Regions from separate parts of the Mus musculus genome. Here regions 1, 2, 3 and 5 are each linked to region 4. The links are chromatin contacts, called in public HiChIP or PLAC-seq and promoter capture Hi-C maps. All regions are on one chromosome and are shown on one strand. The core of a region is the stretch at or near the end of the contact, and the rest is flanking DNA. Distances in the headings are between cores, read along the strand shown.

Evidence for each region. Promoter capture Hi-C pulls out the DNA fragments that hold promoters and counts their contacts. HiChIP or PLAC-seq counts read pairs in DNA pulled down with a chosen protein or histone mark.
Region 1: an H3K4me3 HiChIP or PLAC-seq map of the SCID.adh cell line shows a contact between it and region 4, with 13 read pairs. The contact joins the promoter of Smurf2 here to the promoter of Milr1 in region 4. A contact is called at or near these places in 8 of 39 promoter capture datasets (the HPC-7 cell line, cranial neural crest, embryonic stem cells and 4 more), 3 of 115 datasets of contacts at active chromatin or transcription factors (the SCID.adh cell line, effector CD8 T cells and pancreatic cancer cells) and 2 of 9 other capture datasets (adipose tissue and pancreatic islet).
Region 2: a promoter capture Hi-C map of liver shows a contact between it and region 4, with 3 times the contacts expected there. The contact joins the enhancer-like site here to the promoter of Milr1 in region 4. A contact is called at or near these places in 12 of 39 promoter capture datasets (3T3-L1-derived adipocytes, the C10 cell line, embryonic stem cells and 5 more), 1 of 15 datasets of contacts at CTCF or cohesin (pro-B cells), 26 of 484 Hi-C or Micro-C datasets (CD8 T cells, the G1E-ER4 cell line, the P5424 cell line and 6 more) and 3 of 115 datasets of contacts at active chromatin or transcription factors (the SCID.adh cell line, epiblast stem cells and memory CD8 T cells).
Region 3: a contact with region 4 is called in an H3K4me3 HiChIP or PLAC-seq map of the SCID.adh cell line, with 14 read pairs. The contact joins the promoter of Kpna2 here to the promoter of Milr1 in region 4. A contact is called at or near these places in 13 of 39 promoter capture datasets (the 3T3-L1 cell line, 3T3-L1-derived adipocytes, the C10 cell line and 8 more), 1 of 15 datasets of contacts at CTCF or cohesin (pro-B cells), 6 of 484 Hi-C or Micro-C datasets (cerebellar granule neurons, embryonic stem cells and liver), 5 of 115 datasets of contacts at active chromatin or transcription factors (the 230-238 cell line, the SCID.adh cell line, effector CD8 T cells and 1 more) and 3 of 9 other capture datasets (adipose tissue, liver and pancreatic islet).
Region 5: a contact with region 4 is called in a BATF HiChIP or PLAC-seq map of CD8 T cells, with 5 read pairs. The contact joins the enhancer-like site here to the promoter of Milr1 in region 4. A contact is called at or near these places in 13 of 39 promoter capture datasets (the 3T3-L1 cell line, the C10 cell line, the HPC-7 cell line and 7 more), 33 of 484 Hi-C or Micro-C datasets (the AML12 cell line, B cells, CD4 T cells and 17 more), 11 of 115 datasets of contacts at active chromatin or transcription factors (the 230-238 cell line, CD8 T cells, the SCID.adh cell line and 8 more) and 3 of 9 other capture datasets (adipose tissue, liver and pancreatic islet).

The regions. Positions count from the first base shown.
Region 1 is chr11:106,919,456-106,922,876 of GRCm38.p6, forward strand. Smurf2 (SMAD specific E3 ubiquitin protein ligase 2) reads right to left here and starts at 1,260. Exons shown (of 19, transcript NM_025481.3): 1 at 726-1,260. The coding sequence starts at 777.
Region 2 is chr11:106,973,525-106,976,910 of GRCm38.p6, forward strand. No RefSeq gene overlaps it. Among named protein-coding and RNA genes, the nearest start is that of Gm39424, 24 kb to the right of the region's middle. Within about 2 kb of position 2,052, at least 30 of the 459 cell types and tissues checked have an H3K27ac peak or open chromatin away from gene starts, as enhancers often do. A contact at or near this core is called in liver, where this site is marked.
Region 3 is chr11:106,997,252-107,000,856 of GRCm38.p6, forward strand. Kpna2 (karyopherin (importin) alpha 2) reads right to left here and starts at 2,274. Exons shown (of 11, transcript NM_010655.3): 1 at 2,108-2,274; 2 at 1-84. The coding sequence starts at 61. It overlaps Gm39424 (a long non-coding RNA gene), which reads left to right and starts at 2,218. Exons shown (of 3, transcript XR_880255.3): 1 at 2,218-2,298.
Region 4 is chr11:106,749,920-106,753,411 of GRCm38.p6, forward strand. Milr1 (mast cell immunoglobulin like receptor 1) reads left to right here and starts at 1,307. Exons shown (of 7, transcript NM_001033435.3): 1 at 1,307-1,470; 2 at 1,715-1,756. The coding sequence starts at 1,365.
Region 5 is chr11:106,534,240-106,537,525 of GRCm38.p6, forward strand. The region is part of intron 5 of Tex2 (testis expressed gene 2); the gene reads right to left. Among named protein-coding and RNA genes, the nearest start is that of Gm22711, 35 kb to the left of the region's middle. Within about 2 kb of position 2,027, at least 99 of the 459 cell types and tissues checked have an H3K27ac peak or open chromatin away from gene starts, as enhancers often do. A contact at or near this core is called in CD8 T cells, the HPC-7 cell line, the SCID.adh cell line and 8 more, where this site is marked.

The DNA of each region.
Region 1 (3,421 bases), core at 10-2,509, 170 kb after region 4:
GTGAGAAGTGTGGAGAGGACTAGTGAAAGTTAGCTTAAAAGTTCGTATGCGTCCAGACTGAGAAACACATTGCAAAGCAAGGGATTCTAAACCAGGTCTGGAGTTAAGACATGAGCAACTAGTTCTGCGGCCTACAAGGAACAACCCCAAACATGCTACCCTACAATCAAACAACTTCCAAAACACAGAGTGTACAATGAGCCGGGAGTCGTGGGATCAGGCAGACACGCCGGAAAAGCCAACCACAGTCTCGGTCCCTCCCTCCCAGAGACGTGCGTTTAAGGTGTGTGGCACTGGCCACAGAGGTTGGCAGCACTGGAGAGTAAAGGTTTCACTGCCGGGCATAGGTAGGTGTCCAAGTTAACAACCCGGGAACACAAGCACTCTCCCGTTAAGCACTCACTCCATGTTTAAGGAGTGTTTACCGCGCGCAGTCAGCAACTGGATTCAGTAATCCCTTTCCCGACCCCACCTGGGCAGGAGCCCAGGGGCTGCTCCTGTGACCCCAGGAAACGAGACTTCAGGACCTCAAATCCGCCCTCCACGGGAGACCCACGGGCCACACACTGGGCGTTCTGAAGAATTTCCCAACCCCAGCTAAGTGGTTCTCCAATGACTCCCTAAACTAGGCCTTCCCACGCCCGGATTCCCGTCCAACGCCACCACCGACCGCGACCCCGGCCCTCTGCTTGCCCACAGGCGCCACAGCCGCCCGCCCAGCTCACCTGTCAGGCGCAGCTTGACGGGCCCGTTCCTCCGGCCTCCGGGGTTAGACATGTCCCCAGCGGCGGGGGAGGTGGCGGCGGCGGCGGCGGCGGCGCTCGCGGCCGGCGGGCCGGCGGGCGGGCGGGCGGACTGGGCTGGGCTGGGCCGACGGCGAGGCGCAGAGGAGTCACCACAGCGGCCGGGGCCGGGGTCCGAACAGCCCGCGCCGCGGCCGCCAGGGCCGGAGGGTCCCGGATGTGCCGAGCGCCGTCGCCATGAGCCGCGGAGGGAGCGGGACGCAGAGCTCCCCCCTCCTCCCACTTCTGCTTCCTCGGCCCGGGCCACACAACAAAGCGGCAGCCGCGGCCGGCCGCGCCGCCTCCGCCCCGCGCCCCCGCCGCCTCTTGTCCTCGCGGTCCGCCTCGGTCTCCCCTTCTCGGTGCCGCGAGGCCTGGGAGCGGACGGTGCGAAGTCTGCTGAGGCGGGCGGGTGCTCGGCCGCTTCCTCCTCCGCCCGCCCTCTTGTCTGAGAGAACCCGGTCCTGGGGCCGCAGCCGCTGCCGCCGCCGCCGCCGCCGCCACTCGTCGGCTCCTGGGGGCGGGGAGGAGACGGGGGCGGGGCCGGCGGGCGGGGCGGGGTTGCGGTGGGCGGGGCCGGCGAGGGGGCGGGCTTGTGGGCGAGGTCTCCTGCGCCTGGGGCGCCAGAGGAAGGCCTGGCTCCGCGCGAGCTGCGGGCAGCGCGTGCGCCACGGCCCAGACTGGGCCCCGAACTACACCGCCCGGCGGCGCCGGCTCGATGGCACCAGAGGGGCCTACTGACCAGCTAGCTCACTGAAAGATCGCCTGTGTCCCTACAGGGCAGAATGCCCGAGTAATACTCCCACTGCGCGCTCTGAGAGGCTGGCGAGAGTAAAGTTAGACCCAAGTCCGAAGAATTAATTCGCCAAGATGCTATTCCCACATCGAACGCTCCAGCAAATTCCCAGGAGTGCTTAGCTCTGAGTATTGTAATTGCCACCTCCACAGGCTCACCTGGTGCTCCATATCCGGTTACCTACCTGCTCGATTCTTCCCCCAACCCTGCCCAGGACAAGCATAGGGAGATAATACAAATGCGGCCAAAGACTGTGAACAAGATAGGTGGATATAGTGTGGAAAGCTCACGCAGTACTGTATTTTGCTGTCCCAGGAGGAAAAAAGAAAATGAATAGGACTGTAACTCTGACGCGGTGACTTACAACTAATAAGAACTTATTCTGGACAAATAAATAATGCAGGTTGTTTTGGGATTTTGTTTTGCAAGGTTGGGGTGAGAGTGCAGCCTAATAGTGAATTGTATTACATCAACTGCAACACATTTTTATGCAGCCATCTAAATGGCAATTGTGGTAGCCATGTAACATGTCAGACTTTATATGTAATGCAGGGTTTAAATGGAGAATACAAGTTTTATGTGCACGCAAGAGTAATAATGCAAACTAAGGATAAGAGTGTGGATTTGTGCCGGGCAGTGGTGGCGCATGCCTTGGGAGGCAGAGGCAGGTGGATTTCTGAGTTCGAGGCCAGCCTGGTCTACAAAGTGAGTTCCAGGACAGCCAGCGCTACACGGAGAAACCCTGTCTCAAAAAACCAAAAAAAAAAAAAAAAAAGAGTGTGGATTTATATCCATGTTAGCTTTGCTTTAAAGCTGTTATAACATTAATGCCGTTTAAACTGTTCATTGAAGCCTAATACATTTTAATCCTAAAACATTGCAAATGGTGACTTAAAATCTACCAGTTAAGACACTTCATTCTCCAGGTGAAATCCAAGAGCGTTTCATCGGTCTAAAAACACTCCTACGGATTAAAGTGATCCCAAAATCATAAGTTCTAGCAGTAAGACTTAAAATACAAGGGACAGCTCTAAAAATTCAATCAAGAAATACTAAGTGCTTATTATTCACAAAGCAATGAACAGGGCCCTTAAACACTTCTTTGTGCAATGTAAGATCTGAAGGCTCAGGAAATAATTCCCACAAAAGTTACTGTGGCGATAGAACAATTGCTACATCACTGTTTCAAACGCTAGGCTGAGACAATAAACTGAGCAGGCTGATGTATGCACTCTTCCTTTCCCTGGTTCTTATGGCCCACACTTTGTTCCCAACCACCCACTAGCATAATTTGTAGCTTTGTATTGGGAAATGGAAGTTAAGATTTCAGAAAATGGTCGGAAGCCTAGCAGGGGGTGGGAGGGTGGAAGACTGTTGTGAGTTTTAAGCAATACCTTCACATATGTGGCGGCTCAGGGAAATGGGCATAGGTTCAGACAATTCCGTTTAGACTTCCCTAAGAATAATGCTTTTAAACCATTCAGTCAGGGCTGAAGAGATGGTTTGTTGCTCTTGCAGATAATCTGGGTTCATCCCAGCACCCACAAGCTAGCTCACAACCATCTATAACCCCAGTTCCAAGGGATATGATGCTCTTTTCTAACTTCCATGGGCACCAAGCATGCATGCGATACACACAGATACATTCAGGAGAAGCATTCATACACACAAATAAGTCTTTTAAAAAGCTCAAAATATAAATAATAAGCAAAACCATTCAATATGTTGATAACCTCTGTGTAATGTTAGAAGTCAAATCCAGTGTCTTACACATGATAGGCAAGCATACTACCACTGAGCAACATCTATAATAACACTGTATTTGTTATTTTAGCTTTTATTT
Region 2 (3,386 bases), core at 802-3,301, 220 kb after region 4:
CAAAGCTTTGGCTCCTGAGTCATAGAAATTGATTTTGCACTTCATTTTTTGGGGTAACAGTTTACCACGTGACCTCATTATTGGTTGTCTGCACTAATCAGACACTCTGGGATGCTTGTGTGAACTTGACTGTAGGGAGGTCATGGCTTCTACCAAAAGGCACTGGTGTCATATCGTGCACTGGGCTGAAGATCTGCAATCCTGAGGATTCCTGATTTCTTCACGAAACAGGCATAATAGTTGGATCATCTGGTCTTTTTCTTTAGCTTTGCGTTTTTATTCAAATGTCGCCTCTCTTCTCCCTTTGAGAAACACACCACACTGACTTTGTAGGAGGGGCCTTGCTGTGGCCTAGGGACGTGTGTGTATGTGTGTGTGTGTGTCTAAAGGAGGTTGTGTAGCTGTCACAGTTCCGCTTCATCTTTGACCATGTGTCCGTATTTACCTCTCCAGGGTGGAAAGTAAGGAACAGGCTAGTGTCTGAACGTCCCACCCGGGGTCTGTGTGAGGAGAACGATACTCCTTACTGACAGGCTGTGTGCTTCAGGGCTACCTGATCATTTTCATGACAGTGTTTTGTGATATAAATAGTACAACACAATAGACAAAGGCCTGTCTGCATTTGGAGAGAAGGTTTTCATTTATATGTATTTTTGAGATTTAAAAAAAAATTGTAAATTTAGCCTCATTTTAGAGGGTATTACTTTTCTCACATAAATAAAAATAAAAATAAAAAGATGCCAGGCAGTGGTGGCACACACCTTTGATCCCAGCACTTGGGAGGCAGGGGCAGGTGGATTTCTGAGTTCAAGGCCAGCCTGGTCTACAGAGTAAGTTCCAGGACAGCCAGAGCTATACAGAAAAACCCTGTCTTGAAAAAACAAATTAAAAAAAAAAAAAAAAAAAAAAAGATGGCTCCTTCAACACCATGTCTGCCTATATGCTGCCATGCTTCTCACCATAATGAAACTTTAAGTCAGCCCCAATTAATTGATTTGCTTTATAAGAGTTGTCTTGGCCAGAGCTGGAGATGTCTCAGAGGTTGCTGCTTTTCCAGAGGTCCTGAATTCAATTCTCAGCAACCACATGGTGGCTCATAACCATCTATAATGAGATCTGGTGCCCTCTCCTGGCCTGAAGGCATACATGCAGGCAGAAAAAAAAAGTTGCCTTGGTTATAAAACTCTAAGACAATCATCTGTCTGTCGGTCGGTCTGTCTGTATATCTCTTTCTTTGAGTGTGTGTGTGTGTGTGTGACAGGGTTTCTCTCTGTAGCCCTGACTGTCCTGGAACTTGCTTTATAGACCAGGCTGATCTTCAACTCATCGATCGATCCACCTGCCTCTGCCTCCCAAGTGCTGGGATTAAAGACATGAGACACCACCACCTTGCTTGCCTTTGATTCTTTTTTTTAACTAAAATTCTTTACTCCTTTTAAATTCTATGGGGGGCTGTTTATTTTTACATTATATATATGGGTGTTTTGCCTGCTTGTACATCTGTGTACCGTGTGTGTGCCGGATACCCAGGGAGGTCAGAAGAGGGCATCAGGTCCCCTGGTACTGGACTTACAGAGAGTTGTTAGCCACCATCAGGATGCTGGGAATGGAACAATCAGTGTTCTTAACCACTGAACCATCTCTCCAAACAGGATTTCACTCTACAGCCTCATCTAGCTTAAACTTTCCAGATAGACCAGGCTGGCCTTGAATTCACAGGCTCTGCCTCTGCCTCTCAAATATTGTGATTACAGGTTAGTTCCAGCATACCTGGCTCTCTGTTTAAAAAAAAAAATTTAGTGTCTCTCTCTACATGTAGCCCTGCAAACCTGGGAGTCTCTGTCGACCAGGCTAATATCAAATCAGGTAATCCTCCTGCCTCAGCCTCCTGACCCATAACACCCAGTGCACATAACATATATGTGCACACCTCTGTTGGCTCTAACCTAGGCTGCTAAGGACAGGGAGCAGTTCACCACAGCAGCCATGAGCACATGCAGCGATCAGAACTTGATTTCCAAATACCAGTTTCACCAAACAGAACCAGGGTCATTAGAGTGACCTGGTTGCTTCCATGGCCAGGACAGGAAAAAAGACAGGGGAGCCTGGAACAGTCTGTGTTAGAAAGCTCCAGGAATGATGGATCGTGGCAAAATAGGTCTAGCAACCAGCTTGAACAGGTTTCCACTGGCCAAAACGGGAAGAATTCAATTGCTAAAGTAAACAGTGGGAGTTACAGGGCTGTCGCCCCTGGAATCCACGAGGCCACTCAGACTTAAGTCTCCAGTCCGAGAGCTTGGGGTGAGGTGATACCACAGATGAAGGATACTCAGCCCTTGGTCGGCTTTCAAGTCTTCATTTATTGTCCCCCCCCTACCCCTTCCCCATGTCATGACTGGAAAGGACATGACACATTGAGCAAGCTAGCATCCCAAAAATTCCTAGACAGACTATCCAGGACATATGGACTTTGGATGCTTGTCCAGTGTCCTTTCCAGATTCCTGTCACATTGGGGGAAGGGAGATACAGGGATGCCAATGAGGACCAGCTTTGAGGGAGAGGCAGGCAAAGGGCCAGGAGAGGCTAGTTGGCCACCACTGCCTCCCAAGAGCCTGTGGCCGGTGCTGAGATTTGGGCAGGGGGCCTCCTGCAGAGCGAGGTACCCCCACATCTGGTTCACATTGCACGGTAAAAACAAACGGGTGTCTTAGCTGGAAAAGGCCCAGTAGACTTAGCTAGCCAAGCCATGTAGCTGGGACAGCAGGACACGGCGTCACCTCTTCCATAGGTCACCAGGCCTGGCTGGCTCCCAAGGGGTTTGCAGAGGGAAGGCAACTGGAAAAGAGGCAGCTTTTCTGCGTAGACCAACATTATCTGGACCCAGCTCCACCTAATGTACAAAACAGCTTCCTGTGTCATTGTCCAGAGGGGCTGGTTCTTGGACTTGCGGGTGACTCATTTCAGCATGAGGCCGGAGCCGACACACAGCCCATCCACCCTTGTCTACCCAGAGCACCTCATTTGGTGTGGTGGGGCAGCATTGCTGTGCAGTCTTGGGTAGCTGTCTAAATGTCTCTGAGCCCTTTCCCCCCAGCAGTACAGAGTATGATTGCTTCTTGACTGGGCCGTGGAAGTCTGTTTGAGTGACTGAGCACAAGGCACAGCTATGAATCAGAAAGCTCTCAGGCAGAGCTGTGGTCCCTACTGGTCACTCGGGAACCAGTCCTATGTCTTCTATTGGCTCTGAAAATGTTTAAGAAGTAACACAGAAGACAGAAGACACCTTTTCTTCCAAGCTTTCCACCCTGGCCATCAGCACCATCCTTGACAGAGAAGGGCAGGGGATGTGGATAGGTCTTAGCTCACCTTGGCAGTCTTGTTGTGT
Region 3 (3,605 bases), core at 1,024-3,523, 250 kb after region 4:
CCTTGTTCTTGAACCTGTTAAGTCGGGCAGCTGGTAAGTTAGCATTCTCGTTCGTGGACATGGCTGCAGGAACAAGGAGGAAAGCTAGGAGCCAAGGGAGGGTGAGAAGAAAAAAAAAGAAACAAAGAAAAAGTATTTTTAATAAGAATGCAACAGAAGCTGGGTAGAGTAATACACGCCTTTAATCCTAGCACTTGGGAGGCAGAGACAACCAGATCTCTATCAGTTTGAAGCCAGCCTGGTCTGTAGAGAGTTCCAGGCCAGCTAGGTCTACATAGAGAAACCCTATCTTAAGATGAAACAAACAGAAATATACAATAGCATGTTATAATCAACTAAATCTCAACTCCATTTCTATACTAGATTTAAAAAGCAGCAACGGTGGCACACGCCTTTAATCCCAGCACTTGGGAGGCAGAGGCAGGTGGATTTCTGAGTTCGAGGCCAGCCTGGTCTACAAAGTGAGTTCCAGGACAGGACAGCCAGGGCTATACAGAGAAACCCTGTCTCGAAAAACCAAAAACAAAAACCAAAAAAAAAAAAAAAAAAAACAAAAACAAAGATGACGACACAACACAGCCTGGCAGTGATGGCAAAGCACTCCAAGCACTCAGGAGGCAGAGGTAAAACGGATCTGAGTTTGTGGCCAGTCTAGTATACAGAGTGAATTACAGGACAGCCTGGACTACTCAGGAAACCCTGTCTCAAAAATATATAAATAAAATAAAAACAAAACAAAATCCTACAAGTTTTCATCATTATGGCTATAATACTAAGCCATAATTGCCCCTTACTACAAAGGCAACTTAACTGTCAATCAAAAAAAATTTTAAAAAAAGATAATTTAAAATTTCCACTAACCACAGTGAGCCCCGCAGTGGTGGCGCACTCCTTTAGTCCCAGCACTTGGGAGGCGGGAGGATTTCTGAGTTCGAGGCCAGCCTGGTCCACAGAGTTCCAGGACAGCCAGGGCTACACAGAGAAACCCTGCCTCGAAAAAACAAAAAGAAAGGAAGGAAGGAAGGAAATTAATTTTAAGACTTTTACCCAATATAGCTAAACTATTACCATTTGAGGATGTCATCAATACAGAAAAATTGAGATGTCTTACTGTTTTTATACACCTTCAAAATCCAATGGGTAGTTTAAGCACACGGGGCATCTCAACAGATTAGCGGCTTTTCAAACACTCAATAGTCTTAAGCCTCTAGCCAGCACGGTATTAAGTCAAGGATCTAAATTCTAGGCTCCATTAGTTAATAGAACACCAAGTAGGAGAACAATCTACGTCCTTTGTTTGTTTTATTTTTCGAGACAGGGTTTCTGTGTGTATCCCTGGCTGTCCTCGAACTCAAATCGGCCTGCCTCTGCCTCCCAAGTGCTGGGATTAAAGGCGTGCGCCAACAATGCCTGGCAACCATCTACGTCCTTAAGGCAATAAACGCAGCTCTCGTTTTCTGTTGATCGATGGCCAAAACGGATCCATACTAGTACCCTCTTGCAAGTTACATAAAGAATCGGTTCGTTCCATTATAGGGCCTTCCATCACATCATCGCTGTCAGCAATGGCATTAACGCCGCATCTTGCACACACTTCCAGAGAATGCATTCAGCCGGGATGACATCAGCTGTGATCAGTGGGGCTCGATAGAACCCAGGTGTGGTCGTCGCGAAGGGACAGGAACCCAAAGTACCCTGGTAAGCTAGTAGGTTTAACTGCTTTATGTCCGTCCTCGACCCTGACCCAGGTGATCCGGGTCAAGGGCTTAACTGGGGTGTCTTAACTGCCACCTTCATCCCCTGCCCAAAGCTGCGTCTCCTCCCCGGGGCAGAAGCATCAGGAAAGCGGCGGCACAGCCAGGTAGGTCCGCTCGACTGCGGCTGCCCTCCGGTCCCTCCACGCCGACCCGAGCCGCTCCCAGGCCTTCGCTGCCCTCCGCAGCGCCCGGCGTTGCCAACCCTGACCCCGGCGTGGCGAAACCAACCCGCCCCGAGGCCTGGTCGGAGCAGGGAGGCTCAGCTCCGGCCCGGGCGCGGCCTGCTCCCGCCCTCCGCCCCGCAGCCTTCCGTCCGGCCGTTACTGCTCAGGACCGGCTTCCGTTCCTACCTGTACAGCCGGCTCAGATTTCCACGAAAGGTGGTGCAGGACACTCAAGCTGCGGGTCGGCGGCTGTGGAAACGTCTGCTACCCTTCAGCCCTCAGATTTTGTGCCTCGTGCTGCCGGCCGGCGCGATTTAAATTTCCCGGTGACGCCGCGTTCCGATTGGCTGATTTGAGCCTAAGCTGCGCGTTCATTGGTAGGTTTGAAAAACACGTTAGGCGGGGGTGGGGGTGGGACGCAGACGCAGGTCGTAGGGGAAAAAAAAAAAAAAAGGTGGGGGTGGGGCGGTAAGCAGGGAAGCGTCGCGAGATGAGGGAGCGGCCGGGCAATCCCAGGGTGCCTTGCAGAAGGGTGACTCCAGATCTCAGCACACAGCATGGAGACCTGCGTTTCGTCTATGCTTAGATGGACACTGGGCCGTACCCTGTTTGCTTTCCCTGGGCTTGTCCTTAAACAAACACACGAAATTATTATTACACTTGTAAAAAAAGGCTTAGCTTGCGGTGATTGGCGCAGGCTTTTAATCCCAGCACTAGGAGTTCAAGGCAAACCTGGTTTATACAGCCAGGCCAACCAGGGCTAAATAGTGAGACCCTGTCTCAATCAACCAATCAGTCAATCAATCAATAAAAGAAAAGAGAAATATATTTACTTTAAAAAAATTTTACATCAGGAGCTGGTCACCGGGAGAACGTGGATCTGTGTGCCTCTTAACCATTAGTTGTATCACTATATTGTTTATAGTATTTGTTGATTATTTTATCTTTAGGCAATCATTAGTTGTATCGCTATATTATTGTTTGTGCTATTTACTGGTTATTTAATTTTTATCATGGGGAGTGGGATTGAGGCAGGGTCTCACATTAACAATAGAGCCCAGGCTAGCCTTGAACCTAATGCAATCCTTCCTCAACGTCAGTTCTGGGATTACAGACATGCCCCACTTTGTCCCGTGTGGTAAACTTTTAGATTACTTGGAAAATAAAGACAATGGAAGCCGGGCAGTGGTGGCGCACACCTTTAATCCCAGCATTCAGGAAGCAGAGGCAGGCGGATTTCTGAGTTCGAGGCCAGCATGGTCTACAGAGTGAGTTCCAGGACAGAAGCAAAAAAAAAAAAAAAAAAAGAAAAAGAAAAAGGACAATGGAAGCAGCAAATATGGTAACAATAATTTATTAGCCCGGTGGTGGTGGCGCACACCTTTAATCCCAGCACTTGGGAGGCAGAGGCAGGCGGATTTCTGAGTTCTCTGAGTTCGAAGCCAGCCTGGTCTACAGAGTAAGTTCCTGGACAGCCAGGGCTACACAGAGAAACCCTGTCTCGAAAAACAAAAACAAAAAACCAATAACTTATTAATACCTATTTTCTCCAAACCTTTAAAATTTTTTATTTATTTCTTTATTTTGCTCCCTTCCCCCAAACACACACACACACACACACACACACACACTTAATGGGTTTCTCTGTGTCTCTGTAGACCTGACTGAACTCCACAGACCTCAG
Region 4 (3,492 bases), core at 57-2,556:
GAGTGTCTGAAGACAAGCTACAGTGTACTTACATATAATAAATAAATAAACAAGTATTAAAAAAAAGAGAACTTCAGACTAATTTCCCTTATGAACATTGATGTAAAAATACTCAATAAAATATTTGCAAACCAAACCCAAGAAGACATCATCTACCAAGCAAGATGCTAGAGAGGCAGGAGGGTGGCCGGAAGGTCTTACAGAGCAGCCTGGTGTGACTTACCTCCAGAGGTGATGAGAGGAGCTGAGAGCAATGTTGCTGAGGTTCTGGTCTGAATACGCCGACCTGAGAAGAGTGTGCCAAAGGACTCTCTGAATCCCTCCTCCAATTACCTTCAGGCTGCATGTATAGAAGATGTACCTTATACATCTGGAACCTGTCTCTCACCTCATAGGCAGCTAGGAAGTGTGTGTGTGTGTGCGCGCGTGTGTGTGCGTGTGTGCGTGTGTGGTGTGAAAGTGTTGATCCCATTGGGTGAAAGTAAGAACACTATCACAGTTTTTGAGCCAAATTGCTATGCTGGCTAAGACAATCCATCCTCAGGATTCCGGGAGTATGTCACCAAGGTACATTAATCGGAGGTTTATAAAGAAAGGCAAACCCCAAAAGGCTACATACTTTCCACCTTTGTCCAATCAGGAGCAAGCAAACATCCTGGCATACTCTCTGCTTATGTACCTCCAGCCTACATTCGATCAAACACATCCTGTGCAGATGGGGCAACCAAGCTTGTCTAAAGAAGCAAACAAAGGACTTGTAATCTTAAATGAACAACGGCCGACAGCACGCCAGGAAGTTCTCTGTGCTCTGGAGAGTAGGGCTTACTTGTCAGAGGCATTTTTCATTTTTCTTTTAGGAGGGGGAAGGGAGATGGGGGGGGGAGAGGGGGAGGGTGAGGGGGAGGAAGAGAGAGAGAGAGAGAGAGAGAGAGAGAGAGAGAGAGAGAGAGAGAGAATATAAAAGATCCATTATCGGGGCTGGTGAGTGAGATGGCTCAGTGGTTAAGAGCACTGACTGCTCTTCTGGAGGTCATGAGTTCAAATCCCAGCAACCACATGGTGGCTCACAACTATCTGTAATGAAAAACAAATAAAAAAACCTATGGGCCGGAGTGAAAGGGAAGGGGAAAAAAGGGGGAAAGAAGGGGGAAAAAAAAGAAAGATCCGTTATCACCAAGCAGCAGCTCTAAGTGAGATAGGAGACCTTGCGGTCTGAGCAGCTGTTCCAGTAATATGAAGGACAGTTAAACCAACGAGTCATAGGTCCTGTTGAGTAAACTTGTCTAAATCCTCTCATTTCCTGTGTGTGGTTGGGAAGAGGAATCTCAGAAGCCGAGCCCCATTCTGTAGTAACTCAATTAACCATGGGCGATGGTGACTCGCCAATGTGCCTCTCTGCCGTTTCATTCAAGGGAATAAGATGCTGGCTGGACAAACTGTTACTTTGGGCTCTTACAATTTCTATCACACGTAAGCCTGATTCGATATTTTAAGAATTGACTCTGGGACGGGGGGGCCAGCACTTGGTGGAGCAAAGGCAGGTGGATCTCTGTGGAGCCAGCCTGATCTACACAGAGTTCATGGCCAGCCAGGGCTACCTAGAGAGACCCTGTCTTGAAAAGTCAAAGACGAAAAAACAAACAAGAATCATCTCTCAAAATAATCACATGGGAAATGAGGTTTTTTTTCTCTAATCTTCCATTTTCTCTTTCAGTTCAGAATGCTGCAGTGGATTGTACGAGGGTGGAAAATAACGGTAAGTTTCATTTCCTGAAAGTATGGGCATCAAAATGGTCAGATAGCTGACTCTGAACATGAGCGTTCACTTACTGGGATTTCTGTGTTTTTAGATCGGCAACCAAGAGCAAAGCCTTTCTATTATCTGCTAGGAGGCCAATGAGCTGAGGTTTAGAGAGGGCATTAATTGTAGCAATTTTGTTTTTCCACCTGAAACTTGGCCGGGCAAAATCTGAGATTGTTTTTTACCATGAAAACCTCCAAACTTCCTTTGTTATCACTTTTAGCTAGAAAACCCTCCCGTGATTTTTGTAAATTTTTATTAATTTATTTACTTTTGAGGCTGAGCCTCATGTAGGTCAGGCTGGCCTCAAACTCTATTACGTGGCCAAGGCTAAACTAGACTAACTCCTAAACTCTCAAATGCTGGGACCCAGCCCACCATGCCCACTCAAACCCCTTTTAAATTAATTCAGGCAACTAGTACTATGCCTAGGTAGAGCTCTACTGTGGAGTCAGAGTGCTTTGCTGCTGAGCCTGGCTTGCTGCTGCCCAGCTGGCAAGCCGGGCACACAAACTAATGACTTTTGAGGGTGGTTTCTTTCATCGGTGAGAAGGGGTGGCCCCAATCCTGGTTCCTCTGCAGTCTTTGCGGCACATCGGTCCTTCCGTGTAAGCTAACCACATAAAGTTGAAAGTGCTGTTGTGTGCAACCCAGCCTGTCTTCCCTCCCCTCCCCTCCCCATCCCGAAGCAGGCAGCTTCTTTCTGTGGACTGTTGGTGATAAGATCTTGCTACATAGCCTAGCACTCACTATGTAGCCGAAGCTGATGCTGAACTCATGAGAATCCTTCTGCTTCAGCCTGTTAAGTCCTGAGTGTGGGAGAGCACACAGTGGAGCAGTCTAGATGGACATCTTTGCGTCGGTCTGTGGTGTCAGAGTTTATTGAATAGCAATAAATTCACCAGCTATGTTGCTTCTCTTGGCTGTGATTTTCCAAGCAGTCCTGATTTCTCTTGATAGCCAGCAGTCAGTAAACATGAGTTCTTTTATTCCAATTTTAAATGTAATATTAACTCTCAGAGCATATATTACATATCTTACAGTAAACATACACATGAGTATGTATGTATACCAGCTCACAGACTGGATACCAAAGCCATAGCAGACAGAATTTAAGGAGTTTTACCAGGCCTTACTGAAGGCAATCTCACGTAGCCCAGGCTGGCCTAGAACTCACTAGGTCAGCATAGACTGACCTTGAATTCTTCATCCATCTGCCTCCATCCCCCAAGTCCTGAAATTACAGGAGAAAGAAAGACCCTGGGGAAGCAGGGGCTTCCCAGCAGGAGAGCAGAAAAGGATGTGTCACAGGATCTGAATTAAGGTTGGTTACTTAATGAAAGACTCCAAGCTACAGGTCTGCCCCTGGCTTATAGGAAGTAAAATCGATGATAAGAAAAGTTGGCAGGTCTTACCTGAAAAGCAGTGCAAATGGGAAGTTAAATCCAGTGTCAAAGTCAAACAAAAACATAGAGACCGATGTGCAATAAAGGAATTTTTATCTGGGAAAAAGCAAACGATATGGAACACAAGTGTGTAGACCCGGTGGCCTCTGGCACACCTGAAGAACAAAGGAAAGATTGGGATTGACTGGAGGGGCGGGGGGGACGGGGGACAATTTCCCTAAGGTGCTTGCTTCCACCTGGAGAAGGGGCATATTGTTTTTCTCACTACTGTGAGAAATGAAAGAT
Region 5 (3,286 bases), core at 777-3,276, 210 kb before region 4:
TGCCTTGTCCTCCCATGATCCAGCTACCACTGCACAGCCCTAGCTCAGAAGACCTGCCCTGCCCTCGCTCCCCTCCCTACTAATTCAGTGTCCGAGAGTTATCTGTCAAAGCCTGCTTCTCTTTCTCCCAGGTCAGGCTTGAGCCTGCGACTGTCAAGCCTATCCTCTTCCAGGAGGAATGAGTTTCCCAATGGCCAGGACTCAAGTGATCCCTGCAAGGTGCTCACACTTACTGACTTGCATTGTCTTGCCTCAGCTTAGCAGAGTCAGGAGCTTCCAAAGCCCTCCCCTCTCAGCATGTGATGCAGAGGAGGTAAGAACCACAGGGCTGGATGAGAACATGGCTCTCAGGACAGATGTTGGCCCCAACCCCAGCCCATCAAATACTCCAATGCCCACCGCTTGACCCACACACAATCTGTCTGAAACATCTGCTGTGACCAGTGGGTGAGCCAACTTGTCTCTAACTTCCTGGGTTAGCTGCCAGACTATGGAATCTGGCCTATTGAGGGTCAGAGGTGGGCATGGAGGAGGAGCAGCAGCAGCAACTATGAGGGGACCGTGAGGTTTGGTGGCGAGCACGTGCTGGTGGGTTCAGTACTTACAAGGGTGGCAGGATTAGTGCTGCTGACCATAGACACACATAGATATATAGGTGACTCCTAAAGATTACCATATCTGAGCATCACAATACCCCAGGAAGAGGGGAATCCTGCTTCCATCTGAGGAAGGAACAATCCCTAGTTCATGACTGAAGCCTGATTCTGGTTCTCTGCTTACTCTGTCATGAGGGAGGACAGGCACCAACATCCAGCCAATGAGACAGACACTTGTTGGGACATCTGAATTAGACTGCAGCCTTATATAGAAAAGCTAACAGACAGAAGGAAAGATGAAAAGATCTAGAAATGCAGAAGTCTAATGACTGCTCACACTTCTTTCCCTTTGTGATCTACGTAAACACATCTGGGCTCCACATGTTATGACTTTAGACCATCCACTCTCTTCTACTTCATGCCTGTGCTTGTGCATAAGTGCCACCGTGGCTTGCTCTAGGTAGCCAATTGGTTCATCTGGCTATGTGCCCAGGCCAGTGGCATGGCACACTGGTCACTAGGTACCAAGAATCGAACCTTGAAGGTCTGCCTGGTTGTAAGACCCCTACGGCTTATGTCGCGTAGCAGATCTGAAGCCTGGACTTAGGGTCTGATCTATGTGAGCCATGCACAGACTCTGATGTGAAGCCAGCAGACTGCTCAGCCCCCAATGTCATGTCATAGCTGTGCCAGCTCTTTCTCTGGGAGCTAGGGAATGGGGGGCTCACTTCCATTTTCCAGTAACACATCAGAGTCTAGGACCTGTTTTAGACTCCTTCAAATCTAGATGATTTCCAAAGTCTTCCTTAGAATGTCAGTGACTTATTAAAAACAAACAGGCTGGAAGAGCAGCTAGGTGGCTAAGAGCACTATTGCACTCCGGAGGATACACTTCAGTTCTCAGCACCCACTGGTGGCTGAGAACCACCATCAACACCAGATGACACCCTCTTCTGACCTCCACAGGCACCCCACACACCCCGCATTCACTCACACAGACACCCACACATGCACACCCATTAAAAATTAACACCTTTGTTTAGAATTGCTACATATTAACTTTTCCATTTTAGAAGAGGTGGCTCTGCCTGACTCTACCCCTGCTGCTGTCAGGTCCTGCACATTGACGGAGATATTTTCCACCACCGACTTCCGGATGAAAGGATAGAAGTTGGCGTCAGCCATTTCTTGTACCACAAGTGTGTGTACACGTGTGTGGACATGTGTTTGCACTCCTACCCCATGCTCCTGCACACTGTGCACTGTCATCTTCAGGCTCAGGGTAACAGGTTCAGGACTCCTCAAGCCCCATCAGATCATCTGCACAGACTACTGAAGAAATATCACGTGTCTGAAGAAAATGGCCCCCAGGCTACTTGGGCTGAGCCAAACCACTGCCCACGTCAGACTCTCACCACTTTTTGTCTTGTAGGCTACACAGAAGAGGCCACCTCTTCCTTTCTCAGGAGAGCACGTGTACCCTTTATCAGTCTTTCTTAAAATGTTCATTTTTTACAGGAAACACCCCCCCCTCTCTCTCACAGCAAGAAACAAAGACTATTTCACAATGACGTCCAAGCCAGTGACACAGGATGCGGTAAGACGTCTCAAGGAACTGACAAGCATGTTGCTTTTCCTTTTCCCAGTCCCTGTATCTAAGGCAGGCTCTGCACTGGGGCACAGGGAACAAAGACAAACACAGAGCTGCAGAACACAGACAATGCATCAAAAGGGTTTATGAACAGAATCTGGCCTCCACAGGCTGCTAGGATGCATTTCCAGTGACTGTCATCAAAATTTAAAGCTGAAGAATAAATGTGCGGAGAATATTCATTGTGCCGCCTCCTCCATCCACACGGGGAGGAAGGGTAGCCTCCCAAGCCTGCTTCCAAAGGCAATGTTTGGGGAAGCCAATGTTCCGGAGCTGAAGCAAGGCCATCCGCAGACACTGTCTATCTATCTAGCTCCTGGGGAGGACTGTATTTAAAATGAGCTTATCTCCAACGCAGCATGGACGGACTCAATTCTGTGGGAGGCCAGGGATGCCTTTCTGCTATAAGAGAGATTGAAACAACTGCTCCTGAGTTTGGTCTCACATGGCTGCTGTGTCAAGGTGGCAGCTGTGGTGGCCTGGTCCAAGAGCAGAGACAGCAGGGCACTTTCTTCACATTTGTGTGCTTGTTCCCCAGATTTGAAAAACAATGCATATTCATTACAGAACACACGTAAGTTCTCTCTTCCCAGCTAGAACAGAATCATTTCACTGTATTTTCTTTAAGCCTAGCTGCCCCCCCTTTAAAGACATGGTCTCACTGTATAACCACAGATGACTTCAAACTGGCAATCCCACCTCAGGCTCTTGAGAACTAGGACTACAGACTCGCACTGCCAGCCCAGTTTCAGTCTTTTTCCAGCGTACCAATAATTAAGAAATAATAATAAAAGCATGTGCCGGGGGCTGGAGAGATGGCTCAGCAGTTAAGAGCACCGACTGCTCTTCCAAAGGTCCTGAGTTCAATTCCCAGCAACCATATAGTGGCTCACAACCATCCGTAATGAGATCTGATGCTCTCTTCTGGAGTGTCTGAAGACAGCTACAGTATACTTACATATAATAAATAAATAAATCTTTTAAAAATATTTTTAAAAAAAGCATGTGCCTTTAATCTCTGCATTTGTGAGTTAGAAGC